2 separate regions of the Mus musculus genome follow, and region 2 is linked to region 1. Evidence: chromatin contacts called from public Hi-C data. All regions are on one chromosome and are shown on one strand. The core of a region is the stretch at or near the end of the contact, and the rest is flanking DNA. Distances in the headings are between cores, read along the strand shown. Region 1 overlaps Ust (uronyl-2-sulfotransferase). Region 2 holds the start of Sash1 (SAM and SH3 domain containing 1).

The links. Hi-C and Micro-C count contacts between places; a contact is called where the count stands out from the background.
Region 2: a contact with region 1 is called in a Hi-C map of embryonic stem cells, with 2.5 times the contacts expected there. The contact joins the promoter of Sash1 here to the enhancer-like site in region 1. A contact is called at or near these places in 1 of 484 Hi-C or Micro-C datasets (embryonic stem cells) and 3 of 115 datasets of contacts at active chromatin or transcription factors (bone marrow-derived macrophages, embryonic stem cells and extraembryonic endoderm stem cells).

What each region holds. Positions count from the first base shown.
Region 1 is chr10:8,363,009-8,370,120 of GRCm38.p6, forward strand. The region is part of intron 2 of Ust (uronyl-2-sulfotransferase); the gene reads right to left. Among named protein-coding and RNA genes, the nearest start is that of Ust, 150 kb to the right of the region's middle. Within about 2 kb of position 1,388, at least 27 of the 459 cell types and tissues checked have an H3K27ac peak or open chromatin away from gene starts, as enhancers often do. A contact at or near this core is called in embryonic stem cells, where this site is marked.
Region 2 is chr10:8,884,335-8,891,830 of GRCm38.p6, forward strand. It overlaps Sash1 (SAM and SH3 domain containing 1), which reads right to left and starts at 1,736. Exons shown (of 20, transcript NM_175155.4): 1 at 1,390-1,736. The coding sequence starts at 1,524.

The DNA.
Region 1 (7,112 bases), core at 138-2,637:
AAATTAATCAGACTTGAGCTAAATACACAATATGTATGTATGCATGTATGTATGTATATATGTATGGATGTATGGATATGCACAATTCATTAATTAGTGGCATTAAGTAATGGAATTAGGTTAAGAAATGTGTTAGCTAGCACATTTCCACCCTAGGGCTCCTCAGACGGACAAATTGAAAAACCTTCCTGTTAGAGATTTCACACTCTTAACAGGTACTGGATCCAACCCAACGTTAAACTTAAGAAAAGGCTGGAGCCGGTAGGAAATTGGTCTGCTCTTTTTCTGCACATTAAGAAGTCCTTGAAATGAAGTGGCTCTCCTTTGTAATTCAATTGTTCCTTCAACCTTATGTCTTATTGATCTTTTTAGAGAAAAAAAAAAAGCACAAGTCAGCCCGTGCCCTCCTTGAATTACCACGGACTTGCAATGAGTCAGGTTCATCTAAAGGGTACTTTCCCTCTTACACAATGTGGCTTCTTTGAGACTATTTCCAAGAGCTGACACCTCCGTAAAGCATCTTGACAGCTTTCCCGAGAGAGATAAACAACAGAGTGACTTCCAAATTCCGACGTGCATTATGGGTTCTAATTTCAGTTTTTCGGAAAACACTGCTTTTGGTTCCTCTCTGGACATCACGACTCAAAAGTGCATTTAAATTATTGTCAATTCCACTGGCCAGAGAGAATGCAAATAATGAGCAGGCTAAGGTCAGAGAGAATGCAAACGAGCAGGCTAAGGCTACCAGGAAGGATGCCTTTCCTAGAATATACTGCAATGTGCACACTGAAAATGTTCTTTGCATGATTTTAGTGTGTGTGTTTGTGTGCGTGTGCGTGTGTACATATATATATATATTTGTGATTCTGCTTTAATTTCATCCTTGGTTACACAGCTACAATAATTTAAAGTACCAATAAAGGCCAAAGGTCAGATGCTGATTCTCAGTGGCTGATGGAAGGGTATTAAGATATAGCCCCTCCCCTTGGAAATTGGATGAAGACCCTCACAAAAGAGCCTTTCAGGAAGCATTTGGTCCTCTCACCCAATCAGATTCACCCATGCAAGGATACAGGTATCCCTGTCTCCTAAGAATGCAGGTCTCAATAGACCACATCTTGATTTTGGACCTCCCAGCCCTCAGAACCTCCAGAAAAAGACTTGACCTACCCAGTCTCTGAACCTTTCTTAAAGAAGCACAAAGCAGCCCCAGACAGCCCAGGAAAGCCAGACCCTGGTTTGGTATTGCAATTCTCCGGTGCTCTCTTTCTATTTGCAAACACACATCAATACAAGCCAAACTGCTTACTCACCCAGTGCCAACAAGCAACCCAACCTTCACTAGCTGTGAATAGATTACCCTAACCGTAGTGTGTGGCTCCTTTCTCTTAATCCTCTCAACAGCCATACCCTGTAGGGCCTTTTGTCTCTATTCAACATGGGAGGAAGCAGAGGAAAATAGATATTCAGAAATCAGGGCCAACTCCCACCGTTAGCAAAGAGACACAAATTTAATCTGAAGGTTCCTTAAACTCCAGCAGCAAAGTTCCCAATACTGCTGCAGCAATCTTCAGAGGGGGGGAAAAAAAAAGCCCTGCCTCATTGACCATCCTATACCTCAGCGGCCACTGAACAACCCCCATAATGGCTCTATGAAGTACATAGAAGATATTTATCATCTCGGTTTGTTTTTGGCTATACTGGTAGTATTATCCGTGATGCTTTTAAATGACACTACAGAATCATGTTCTAAATCAAAAGACCTGAACTTCTCAAAACCTCATACTGTGCCCACTGCTCTTATCACCACACAACCACTCCAGTGGCATATTCTTTTTAGCCAGAGGAAAGGGGCTATTGGGTTTTAAAGAGAGAAGCAACAAAAAAGAGATGAAGCGCAATATGAGGGAGAGTTTATGACTACGCAAGAAGCAATGACCTCTCTGGACATCCCTGGTTGTAATGTCCTTCAGCAATCTGTAATAGAGTCATGCAGGACAGAGCTTACATAAGTGCAGACTCACTTTGGGTACCTCTGATTGACAGGTGAAAAGATTCCTCCAGGTATATAATTACAACATATTTTCAAAGCCAAAACAGAAGCACAAAGCATGTTACAAACCCTTAAGGAATAATATGGATAGGCAATGTTTCACATACATTGGAATTGCATGCCATGGCTATTGCTATAGGAGATTAGCACAGGGTCTTAAGTGCCATTTGATTTGCGTGCTGGGGGGGGGGGAGCGTGCATGCATACACACATGAACATGCATACATGTGTGCACACCCATTCACACTTTATAGTTTTGCAAGCTGCAGTCAATAACAGGAGTTAAAAGCTACTTTCTCCAAAGGCCATCAATCCTGCAAGGACCAAAAACGCACATTAGTAGCCGGGAGTAGTACTCTCTATGGAAGTTCACTTTTTTGATGCAATTATTTTTATTTTTACTATCACTATCATTATTATTATTATTATTATTATTATTATTATTAATGTATCTGTGTGCAATCAAGCATACTGTGGCATGTGTGTGGAGGTCAGAGGATAACTGGTATGAGTCGGTTCTCTCCTTCCACTCTGGATTCTGGTATTTGAATTTGAGACTTCAAGCTTGCATAGCAAGGGCCTTTAGCCACTGAGCCATTCCGCTGGCCCAAAGCCTAGAGGACTTAAGTCTGTTTTTTACCTGAGCTCTTCTTGCTGCGCAATAGCCTCACAATGGTCATTTTTCTCACATGTCTCACACAGTGAATGCCAGAAGTAAATGGATCTTCGATTTCAGTCATTGAAGGAAAGAGATGGGCAGGTGGGGGTGGGGGTGGGGGTAGGTGTGCCCTGGGGCCAGTCCAGGTGACTTTGTCCTGCTTTCTCTGTAGCTCAAGGAGAGAAAGCTCTCATCCTCAAATCTCTCCACCACTGAAGAGGTAAAATCCTGAGGTCATGATGAGGGTGTGAGTTTGATAGACAGTTGGGAATGGTCCCACCCAGCTTGCCTTTCATTATGTTTAAACAGCAGAAGCTAAACAGTCTAGCCGCTCAGAGTTCAGGCTGGTTCACCTGAACAGCAGGCCATCTTGTTTATTAGCAAGATATCACACTCAGAGACCTGGGAGGAAACAAATAGCTCAAAGGTCCAGAAAAAAATGGTCATCCTGTCTTCATTCATTAGAGCCACAGGCAGCACCCTTCTGTTCAAAAAGCGCTGGCTCCCTTCCCCCTTCCCCCTTCCCCCTTCCCCCTTCCCCCTTCCCTCTTCCTTCCCCCTTCCCTCTTCCTTCCCCCTTCCCCCTTCCCCCTTCCTTCCCCCTTCCCCCTTCCCCCTTCCCCCTTCCCCCTTCCCCCTTCCCCCTTCCCCCTTCCCCCTTCTTCCCCCTTCTTCTCCCTTCCTTCCCCCTTTCCCCTTCCCCAAACAACATTGGGGATACAGCAGGGGCATTATGATTACCTCCCATTTCAAAGCTGTGGAAGTCTCAAAAATCAGCTAAAATCTAAAAGTAAAATTATTTTTTATTTCTAAAGATTAGGAATGGTTGTGTGTGCTAGGAGTTGAACCCAGGTCCTCTTCAAGAGCAATACGTGTTTTTAGCCACTGAGATATAGACATCTCTCCAAGCCCTAAACAAATATTCTTACTTCCAGAAAAATGAGCCCTGTTTTCTATTATACATAACATAAATGGATTTATTGGATTCAAAGAAAGCAACACTGAAACATTAGGTCACCCCTCCGACTGATCATGTTGTCTTCCTATCACCAGGGTTTTGTCATCTTCCAACAGATATCACTTTTCTGGAGGGTGATTTATAGTTTGTCATCAGTGATAAATTATGTCTTTGCCGGTAAAATGAGCCAATTCAAGTCAGATTAGATTATATTAAATGTAGGGTTATGGGGAAGCTACTTTAGGGCTGGCGAGCTCTCTGGCCCCAAGGAAGGAAGCCAAGGAGATTGCCATAGGAAGGAAGAGAGAATAGAGAGATAAAGAGTTCACATACAGAGAGAGAAAGAGAGAGAAAGAGGGGGAGGGAGAGAAGGATGGGGGAGAGAGAGAGAGAGGGAGAGAGAGAGAGAGAGAAAGAGAGAGAAACATAAAATGTCTGGATTATATAGGGAAGAGCCTCTGGGGGTAGGACAGCCTAGCCCCTGGACTGGAAAGTTCAGGGTTAGGGGCAGGGTATGCCAGGTAGGGACTGAGGGATGCTGGCAGAACCTGAAGGCCAGGTCTGCTTTGATAAGTAAAATATGCACCTTAGTCCTTTATTCCAGGGTCCAAAATCAACAACCAGCACAAAGTCCAGCTACTTCTTATGCCATAAGATGTAGACTCCCCCAACCCCCGCTCCACCCGTCCCAAGGTCTTTGGTGTATCTTATTTCAGATTCGTGGGACACTGAGTCTGCTGAACTACAGTCCAGAGATGTGATCAAGGACCTTGTGAAGAGTTGCTTACCTTAAGCTCATTCTCTCTCGTTTTATAGACAATTTCTCAAAGCCACTGTCCCTTATGACGGGAATCATAATCAGTTTAGTTAGCCTTCAACCTCTCAAGATCATTCTAGTTCATAGACAGTCTCCAACTGAATGATGGCTCTTTTCTCAATCTTGTTCACACTTCCACACACTACCTTTCAGATGTAGCTAGATCATAGCTTGCTCAGCTCACAGTTAAGTGTGTGCTCTGTTTGAGAAGATGCTTAGTGCACTTTGGGCAGCAGGTACTGAGTGGAAGGCCCCAAGTGACACCCATCAGTGAGTGTGAGCATAGCATATGGCCCTGGAGTTCATACGGAAAAAAGTTAGGCACTGCTTGCGAACTCTAAGCAATTTTGTTTTTAAAAGATTCGTTTATTTTTATTGGACGTATATGGCTGTTTTGCCTGCATATATGTATGTACCATATGCATGTGTGCTCTCATATACTAGAACAGGGTGCCAGACCCTGGAACTAGAATTAAAGATACTTATGATTGATGGCCTAGGTGAGTGCTGGGAACTGGACCCGAGTCATCTGGAAGAGTGGTCAGTACTTTGGGGGACTGAGTCATCTCTCTAGCCCCTCTGGAAAACTTTGCTTCTAAGTGATCACAAAATGTTAAGCTATGTCAAACACTGACATAAAAATACGTCACTCTTGTTGGACAGTGGTGGCCCACGCTTTTAATCCCAGCACTTGGGAGGCAGAGACAGATGGATCTCTGTGAGTTTGAGGCCAGCCTGGTCTACAGAACAAGTTCTAGGATAGACAGGGCTACACAAAGAAACCCCGCCTCATTAATTAATTAATTAATTAATTAATTAAAAATAAATAAATAAAATGTTTTTCATCAACCCCTCCATCCTCAACAATTTTTGCCACATTTGTTCACTAAAGTAAAACTCGACATCATTCTGAATGAAAGATAACAGGCTAGGAGAAGCATTCTTTCTCACATAATAGTATACTCATTTAACATCATGTTAACAAAACACAGAATATTCACACTAAAAACTAAACTTAAACATAACGATGAGACATGTGTTAATATTCATTAAGACTTCAAACAAACCAACAATGGTGTCTATAGCTACGATTCACTCATGTGACAATATTTACCCAATGCTATCACATGCCAGGTATGTGACCTACAGGTGGATTACATAAGGCTAGTACAATAGCTACCCCCAGCCATGGACTATATATCATTCCAAATAACACTAGAAAATTAGAGTCAGAACTAGGAAGATGTAAAATAAATGCTGTTTGGCAATTTTGTCACTCCTCATTAAGAATAGGAACTTGGGGACTAGAGAGCCGGGCTCAGTGGCTAAGAGCATTTTCTGCTCTTTCAAAAGACCTGGGTTTGCTTCCAGAAGTTTAAAAGTATCTATAACTCTAGTTCCAATGAACTGGATACCTGCTTCTGAACTTCGAGAGCAGATATGCTCACATGCAGGTGTGCTCACACACCTATGCACACACACATAGAAACACACCTATTACAAGTAAAGTATTTCTTAATGTTTTTATTTTTTGAAATTAAACTACAATCACATCATTTTCCCTTGCTCTTTCTTCCTTCAGTCCTCCCATGCCCCATCCCAAGAATAAGTTTAAATGGCTGAATACTGAAAAGTTCCATAATCTGGACTGGAGAGTGGTTAAGAGCAGTAGCTGCTGCTCCAGCAGCAAGGAGGCTTGCGATTGTTAACTCCAGCACCAGGCTATCTGGCTCTCTCTTCTGGTGTCTGCAAGCATCGCACACATGTGGTACAGAGACATATGTGCAGGCAAAACACCCTTACACACAAAATAATAAAATAATTTTCAAAAATTGACTTCAATAATATGACCATAGGTCACAAAATTTAATAGTTTTTTTTTTTTAGATTTATTTATTTATTTATTTATTTATTTATTTATTTATTATATGTAAGTACACTGTAGCTGTCTTCAGACGCACCAGAAGAGGGCATCAGATCTCATTATGGGTGGTTGTGAGCCACCATGTGGTTGCTGGGATTTGAACTTCGGACCTTCGGAAGAGCAGTCGGGTGCTCTTACCCACTGAGCCATCTCACCAGCCCCTAATAGTTTTTTAAATATCATAATAATCAGCCTAAAATACAGTGGAATAAAAAAGATTCCATTAAGGGTAGCAGCCAAAAATAAAATATCCAAGACTAACCTTTTAAAATAAATTTACCAAATGTCCCTGTGTGGAACTCAAGAACTCTGTGATCAACAAAGTTTAGGGACTAACCTGACAAGCTCTTAAAAAATTAGAAATAGAGTGAGTGGGTGGTGACTAACTACATTAAGAAGCTTTTCAGGACACTACAGTGAAAAGACAAAAGTAATCAAACAAAAGAGAAGAGGAGGAGGGGTGGGGAGGGGTGGGGAGGGGAGGGGAGGGGAGGGGAGAGGAGAGGAGAGGAGAGGAGGGAAAGACATGTGGCCAATTCTTCCCGGAAAATCAGTCTGCAAGTAAGAAGCAGCCAGAAAAACAGAACTTGAGGAGAAGAAAGCACATGGTAATAAAAGCACGCGGTAATAATAAGTAAGCTCATCTCCCAGGACACCCATCTCTAGGATATGAAACTCACTGAGTATCTGGATGAGGACCTG
Region 2 (7,496 bases), core at 486-2,985, 520 kb after region 1:
AGACAGAAATCTTTAACCCAGGAAAATGAGATACACTGAACTTCAAGATGTCCAAAAAGATGAGACATAGGCTCTATTTGCAAGAAAAAATATATACAGAGCTGTATTCATTGACCATCTACCATTCATCTGGCAATATGCTGAGTGCATCATACACATGGACATAGTGCCTCTCATAAAACCCAAGACACATGTCTTCCTGTTTTTCAAGTGAATTGGAGAGTCAGGAGTGAATGACCTTGATATGGTAATTGTAGACAGACAACTGGGGAGCAGGGATTTGAACCAGGCTAACTAACTTCAAAGCCCAAGACTTTAACCACTATGGAGAAAACTAAACACTGTATCGTGCCCAAAGAGGCACTGCTAAAACCCTGGGGAGCAGGGATTTGAACCAGACTAACTCGCTCCAAAGCCCAAGACCTTAACCACTATGAAGAAAACTATATCGTTCCTAAAGAGACACGGCTAACACCAGAGACACGGCTAACACCCTATCCATCCAAGGTAAAATTTCATCCTCAGTAGAACTACTTTCCAGAACTAAGATAAATCCATAGGCAGTTTTAACCACTGGCCAGTTCAAAACCTCTTTTGGGGGGGTTTGGTTGGTTGGTTGGTTTTGGTTTTTGGGTTTTTTTGTTTGTTTGTTTTGTTTTGTTTTGTTTTTGATTTTGGGTTTTTTTTGTTGTTGTTTTTGTTTTGTTTTTGTTTTTGGGGGATTGTTTTGTTTTGTTTTCGAGACAGATTTTCTCTGTGTAGTCCTGGCTGTCCTGGAACTCACTCTGTAGACCAGGCTGGCCTCGAACTCAGAAATTCGACTGCCTCTGCCACCCAGGTGCTGGAATTAAAGGCGTGCGCCACCACGCCCGGCAGTTCAAAACCCCTTATCAGCACAGATTCAGCAATATATGCCTTATTGTTCTCAGCGCCAAACATATAAAACAAATATCCTGTAATTCTACAAACTAGAAGAGCTGAGGGCAGAGCAAGTAAACACCGTGGTAGTTCTGCACAAGGAAACGGTTGTTTTCCTCTCATGGGCACAGGACAAGCCCTGTGCGGATAAACATCAATACCGAGAGGCCATGAGGAGTCCACTCGCCAAATATTTACAAGTAGTATTTACATCTACTCTTTCTGGCTTTTTCCACGCCAACTTTTCTAAGCAGGTGTCCCTAATTACAGTCGATTGTTCAAGAGGTGTCTCTGATGTGACCCGACAAGTAGGGGTTTTTTTTTTTTGTTTGGTTGGTTTGGTTTGGTTTGGTTTTTCTAAATTACAGTTTCAACCCCTATATAGAGAATACAGCGGAAAGAAGAAGGGTGACCAATAGGTGGGCGAGGGGTGAGCCCCGCTTCCCCCGCCTGCCTCCCCAGGTAGCTCACCAGGATGCCCATCACGTCGGTCCAGAGGCGGGAGATTGACTCGGAGACACCGGCCTCGGGCTCCAGCTCCCGGGCGGGATCCACCTCCGGCTCAGGCTCCGGCGCCGGGCTAGCAGCTCCCGCGTCCTCCTCCATGGCCGCGTCCCCGTGCGTCCGCGTCCGGGTCCCCGCGCTGCCCACCGCTCGCAGCAGCGCGTCGGCCGACGGGGCGCAAGTTCCCCGCCCGCGGCGTCACCGGGCCGCGCCCCCGCGTCGCATGCCCCAGGCTCCGCTGGGTACGAGCACCACTGCCAGGACTGGCACCTCGATCCCGGGCGACCGCGATTGACAACTCCAGAAACTTTTCCTAGCCCGGCCCCGCGCAGCAACAGGGTAGCTGGAGCAGAGTCCACAACACTGGCTGCGGCGGGGAGTTCACGGGACCAGGGAGACAAGAGCCACACCGCACGGGTGCTGCGTCCTGCTTCGGGGACCGGCTCCGGGTGGCACACCACTCGCCTCTACTGGAGAGTTTGTGCAGGGCTGGGCAGGGGACAGTGACGCCTGTGGACCCGGGCTAATTAGTCCTGGACCCCTCTCTTTAGAATGAGCTCTTCCAACTCCACATGACTCCCTCCCCTCCAGGCTCAAGAAAGCGTTTAGCAACAAAAGGTGCTCTGATGTCAGGCGCTTTGCATGGAAATGAGCCTCAGCCTGGCCAACAAATCGCCTTTTGAAAGCGCCACCGCGCCACGGGCCCGGGGCCCTGCACAAGTCCCCAATCGCGCCATTCACCCGCGCCTTCCGCCACTGAAACTGCAGAAAGTTAATCTTTAAGCCGCTCGCTGAGTTCGAGTTTAAGAGGAGTCCGTATGGTGACAACCCCTGGAATTACAGTCCTGTCTGTCAGGCTTCTTGGAAAACAAAGTGTGACAAAGCTCGCCTGGTCACGAGCCATTGTTTGGGTCGTAAGTCCGGGCGTTTCGGCTCCCGAGTGGCCGCAGTGCTGTGCACTTCTAGGGTTTTCGGATACTTAAATGAGACCCTCTCTGAGCTGTAAGGGTGTGTTTTGTTTTGTTTTGTTTTGTTTTGTTTTGTTTTGTTTTGTTTTGTTTTGTTTTACGTGGAAGAAACAGGCAAGGGGTATGTTCAAAATAAAAGTTAATTTTATGGCCGCTAAGCCCATGCACAGTTCAGGCCTCGATATGTTAATCAAGTGAAAATGCCAGAGGGAAATATCCCTGAAGAGGTCCTTTTTCCCTCTTCTCCCCCTCCTCCTCCTTTTAAAAACCAATCAAAAAATTTTTTCTAAGAGATGACAGTGCCTATCCTATTTGATTTTGTGGCTGCTCACTTTGTGAAACTAAAGAAACCCACGGAATCTGCCCCTTATTAAGGAGGTGGAGTGGAGAGGGGATGAAGTGAGGGTCCCCCGGATAGAACAATTACTTCTGAAGTGTCTTCATCTCTTTCTCAGCTTTCATACATTGAGAACAGCAGTCTAAGTAATGGGTGAATAGCTCTCACCCACAATGTCAAAACGTAAAAAGAAGTAAAACCCTAGCATAGCAGTATGGGCCTATAAGGCTGGGAAGTAGAGACATCGGGATTTTCGTGGCTTTAGTGGCTGCCATTCCAGACAGCTGGTAAGCTCCAGGTTCATGGAGAGATTGATCATGTCTCAAAAAATAAGGTGGTGTATGGTAGAGAAAGACACCTGACATCACTCTGCCGTCCACAGGTATGTGTATAAGTGAATGTACACACACAAGATTTTACCACCCCTTCTCAAACTTTTTTGGTTGGGAGGGTAGTGTGTGTGTGTGTGTGTGTGTGTGTGTGTGTGTGTGTGTGTGGTGTAGTGTAGTAACTGAAGAAGAGCCCTAGAGTCTGAATCAGTGGAGCCAGGCCAGAAGTTTCTCTGGGCTAATGCAGTTCCAGATGTTGGGATTCAGGGCTGGGAGGAGTGAACTAGGTGCCCATTTAACATTTCAAAGTGGACCTGGCCTCTAGATTTTTCCAGAATCCCTCAGTCCCCTTTGCCTGGCCCTAGCCTACCAGACCTGGGCTTCCCCTCCCCCAGGGGCTCTTCCCTATATAATCAGACATTTTGTTTTCTCTCCTTCCTCCGTCCTTCCCTCCCTCCGTCTATTTCTCCCTCAACACTCACTCTCTCTCTCTCTCTCTCTCTCTCTCTCTCTCTCTCTCTCTCTCTCTGCATCCTCTTTCTTAATTTCTCCCCCCCCCCACCCTCTTCCTTTCTGCATGGTGACTTTCCCTGGTCTTGTTCCTTGGGACTGGTGAACCGATTGAGAGCTGCCCCCCAATAAACCTGCCTTTCGAACTTAATTTGTCTTGAATTGGTTTATCCTGTCGTCGGAGAAACCTGTGTCCCAGCTGCCAGCTGCACTGGTGCTGTCTGATGCTAGGAGTCGAAACAAACTCCACTAAGGAAGAAAATGGTTTTATCTATAAAGACACCAAAATAAATGGTGAGAAAAGGAAAATAGACTTTATAGGGATCTTTAAGGTGGAGACATGCAGTCTGCTCTCTGCATAAAAGCCTACAGAGTGAGTTATGCAAGCAGGAGTGGGGTTGGGTCTAAGAAGAACCCATCCAGACACCAATCAGGACTCTATGTCTTTTTGACTCAGATGACCTGAGGGCCTTTCCATGCTACCGTTTCCCTATCCAAGAGGAAGTAAAGTCAAGCTAATTGCTACCCGGCTGGCCCTTCAGAGGCCAGGATGCTTCCAGGTCACCTAAAGCTAGCAAGGCCTTGCTGTAACACATGAGCTACATCTGAACCTTAGCTAGCATTTGGCGCTTATAGCAGGCTGCCCTTTAATCTGCTTCACAGTGAGCTCCCTTTCCTGGCAGTGCCTCTCACCTGGCTGGGGGAAGGAGATAGACAATATGTTGGGGGTGGGCATATGGCTATGTCTATGGTGGCAAATTACATTTTTGCCTGACTGTCTAGTGACCCCTCTACTTCTGGAACAGATAATTTTGACCAGGGGCTTAGTGGTTAAGAGCACTGACTGTTCTTCCAGAGGTCCTGAGTTCAATTCCCAGTAGCCGCATGGTGGCTCACAACCATCTGTAATGGGATCCGATGCCCTCTTCTAGAATCTCTGAAGACAGCTACAGTGTACTCATATAAATAAAATAATAATAATAATAAAGGTGAAACAGAAGTGTTTGTCTCTCTCTCTCTGTCTCTATCTATCTTTGTGTGTGTGTGTGTGTGTGTGTGTGTGTGTGTGTTCTGTCTATTTTTAATGACTTAAGCTTATACACCCCAACACAGACAGAAAGATCAGGAGTTAAAGGCTGGCTTTGGCTATATAAAACACTCAAAAATAATAAACAAACAAACATAAGTAAATGCTGAATCTCCTTATCAAATTTCATGAACTAACTTAAAATGTAACTAAACATTGCCCGAAAATGAGTCTTTTCTCCTACAAATGCCTTCCCAGGTCTTTAAACTATTCCTTTTCCTTTATCAAAGAATTACAATCATCCCTCATCTTCATTTTTCATCTGATTTTGGTCTATGTTTGATTTCCACAAACCCTGTCAAGGTAAGGAAAGTGTAAACTCTGGAGAGAGAACACTAAGATCCTATGGCTCCACGATGCCCTTTCCACCCAGGCTCTCTTCCAGCTTGGCCAATGCTTTTGTTTGTTGATATTATGGATGGTGGTGCTTTGAATAAGAATGGACCCTGTCGGCTCCAGTGTTTGAATGCTTAGACAACTGAGAGTGGTGCTGTTTGGAGGGATTTGGAGGATTTAGGAGTTGAGCCCTAGTTAAAGTAGGTGTGGCCTTGTTGCACCGGAGGATAGGAACTAAACCTCTGAAACAAAAAGCAATTAAATGCTTTCTTCTATGAGAGTTTCTGTGGTCCTGGTGATGGTTTGAATAAGAATGGCCCTCTTTGGCTCCCGTATTTGAATGCTAAATCACCAGGGAGTGGTGCTATCTGAAAGGATTAGGATTAAGAATTGAGTCTTTGCCAGGATGGTGCTGGCTCACTCCTTTAATCCCAGCATCTGGGAGGCAGAGGCAGGCAGATTTCTGAGTTCGAGGCCAGCCTGGTCTACAGAGTGAGTTCCAGGACAGCCAGGGCTATACAGAGAAACCCTGCCTCAAAAAATAAATAAGTAAAAGAATTGAGCTTTTGTGAGCGAATCCTCAGACCAATAGAACAATGACTAAGGCAGTATCCCAGGCTAACCTTGAACTCACTATGTAGCAAAGGATAGCCTTGGCCTTTGCCTCCCAAGTGCTGGGATTTCAGGCCTGGACCATTACAAATAAATGTGGTCAGCTCAAGTAAATGTATTAAAAATGGCTGACATATTATCACCATATGTCATATGTTACACGTATGTTATTATAAAACACAGGACTACATATACATGTTTATAATGACTTTTTGTGAATGTTCTTTCGGTGAGTCAGGATTCCAAGTTTTCAGGCCACACCACTGGAAGTTGCAAGGTAGTTAGGTTTCTTGATTCAGTCTGAGTAAGCCGTCATGACAACAACAAGAAAGGCAACTGGACTTCAGGAAGTGTGGTGGTGAAAGTACAGATTTACCATAGAAAGCACAAATATTAATTTGCCCCCAGCCCTCCACCCCCATCCCCTGGAGCTGAGGACTAAACCCTAGGCCTTAGGCTTGCTAGTAAGTGTTTTACCACTTGAGCTAAATCCCAACCCAGAAAGCACAAATATCAGTAATGAGACAAGTTACGGTTATGTTTTTTAAACATTTGGCAAATTATTTATCTCCTATGTAAAAGAGGGAAACTCCGTCTGTTTTCAGAGTTGTGAGGTTATTGGTGATTATGCAAGAATCTTTACCCAGTAGAACTTTGCCCCCTTTCCCAGCCCCTCCCCACAAACAGACCCACACTCATCCAGTGAGGCCAGATCTGAGTTTCCTTCCTTGTTCATCATACCTAAGATCTTGGGTCACAAGAAGTCATTCCTAGCCCTGGTATGTGGTCATGAGTCACAAAGCTGAGAGGCTACCTCTGGCCGGGTGTGGTCACAAGGACTCTGCAGTCACCTCCGTTTGTACTCTATGGTTTTTGTTTGTTTTTGTTTTTCTGTGTTTTGGGTGTTTGTTCATTTTCGTGTGCCCAGCCTCTCCCACCAAGCTGTATTACCCATCTCTCATCAGCCTTCACAGTGAATATAATAAAAATAACAGTAAAGACAGTTATATGTTTAAGCATATTTTCTCTTTGGAATTGTGCTTAAAATTAAGATACACTTTATGACTGGGTGTGGTGGCACTTGCCATTAATACCAGCTATCTGGAAGCAGAGATAAGCGGGTCTCTGAGTTAGAGAATAGATTGAATTCCAGGAGAGTCAGGGCTGCACAGAGAAACCCTGTCTCAAAACAAACAAACAAACAAACAAGTCTTGTAAACATCAACATTCTTAAACCCCTGAGGATTCCCCTTCACCATTCAAACCTCCACCCAGCTCCTTTGCATTGTGTTTAAGTTGTGTTTAAGTGTGTAGCGGGGGTGGGAGGCTAATATGTGCCTGTGGGTACTCTGTGCCCAATTCCATAAAGGCCAGGTCTCAGACTGAAGCCAAAGCTCTTGGTTTATTTTTTGTTTTGTTTTTCAAATAGGCTGGCAGCCAGCAACCCCCAGTGATCCTCCTATCCCTGCACTCCCCAGTCCCAGGGTTAGGGTTAGAGGTGTGAATAGCACCGGTCACTCCTTGCCTGCTAGGTGGTCACTGGGATCTGAATTTGGGTTCTCAAGGTGGTGTTGCAAGTGCTCTTAACTCCTGAGCCAGCTGGTCAGTCCCATACATCCCCCCCGCCCCCCTGAGTGTCTCGGGCTTTGAGCGTGTTGGTCAAGGGTTCATCCGGTGAGCTGGACCCCTAACTCACTCCTTCCCATTTGAATCCTGCATTCCATTCGTTTCCCCACCTGCTTCATTCTTTCCTGCGATCCGTACCATGCCCACCCCAAACAGAGATGAGCCCAGTTGATGGTTTCCTAGAACTGGGTCAAGTTGATCCACTTTCCTTCATCTTCACTGCCAGCCTCTGTTATCATTTTCTACTCTGTTACCAACAGCAGTTCTTC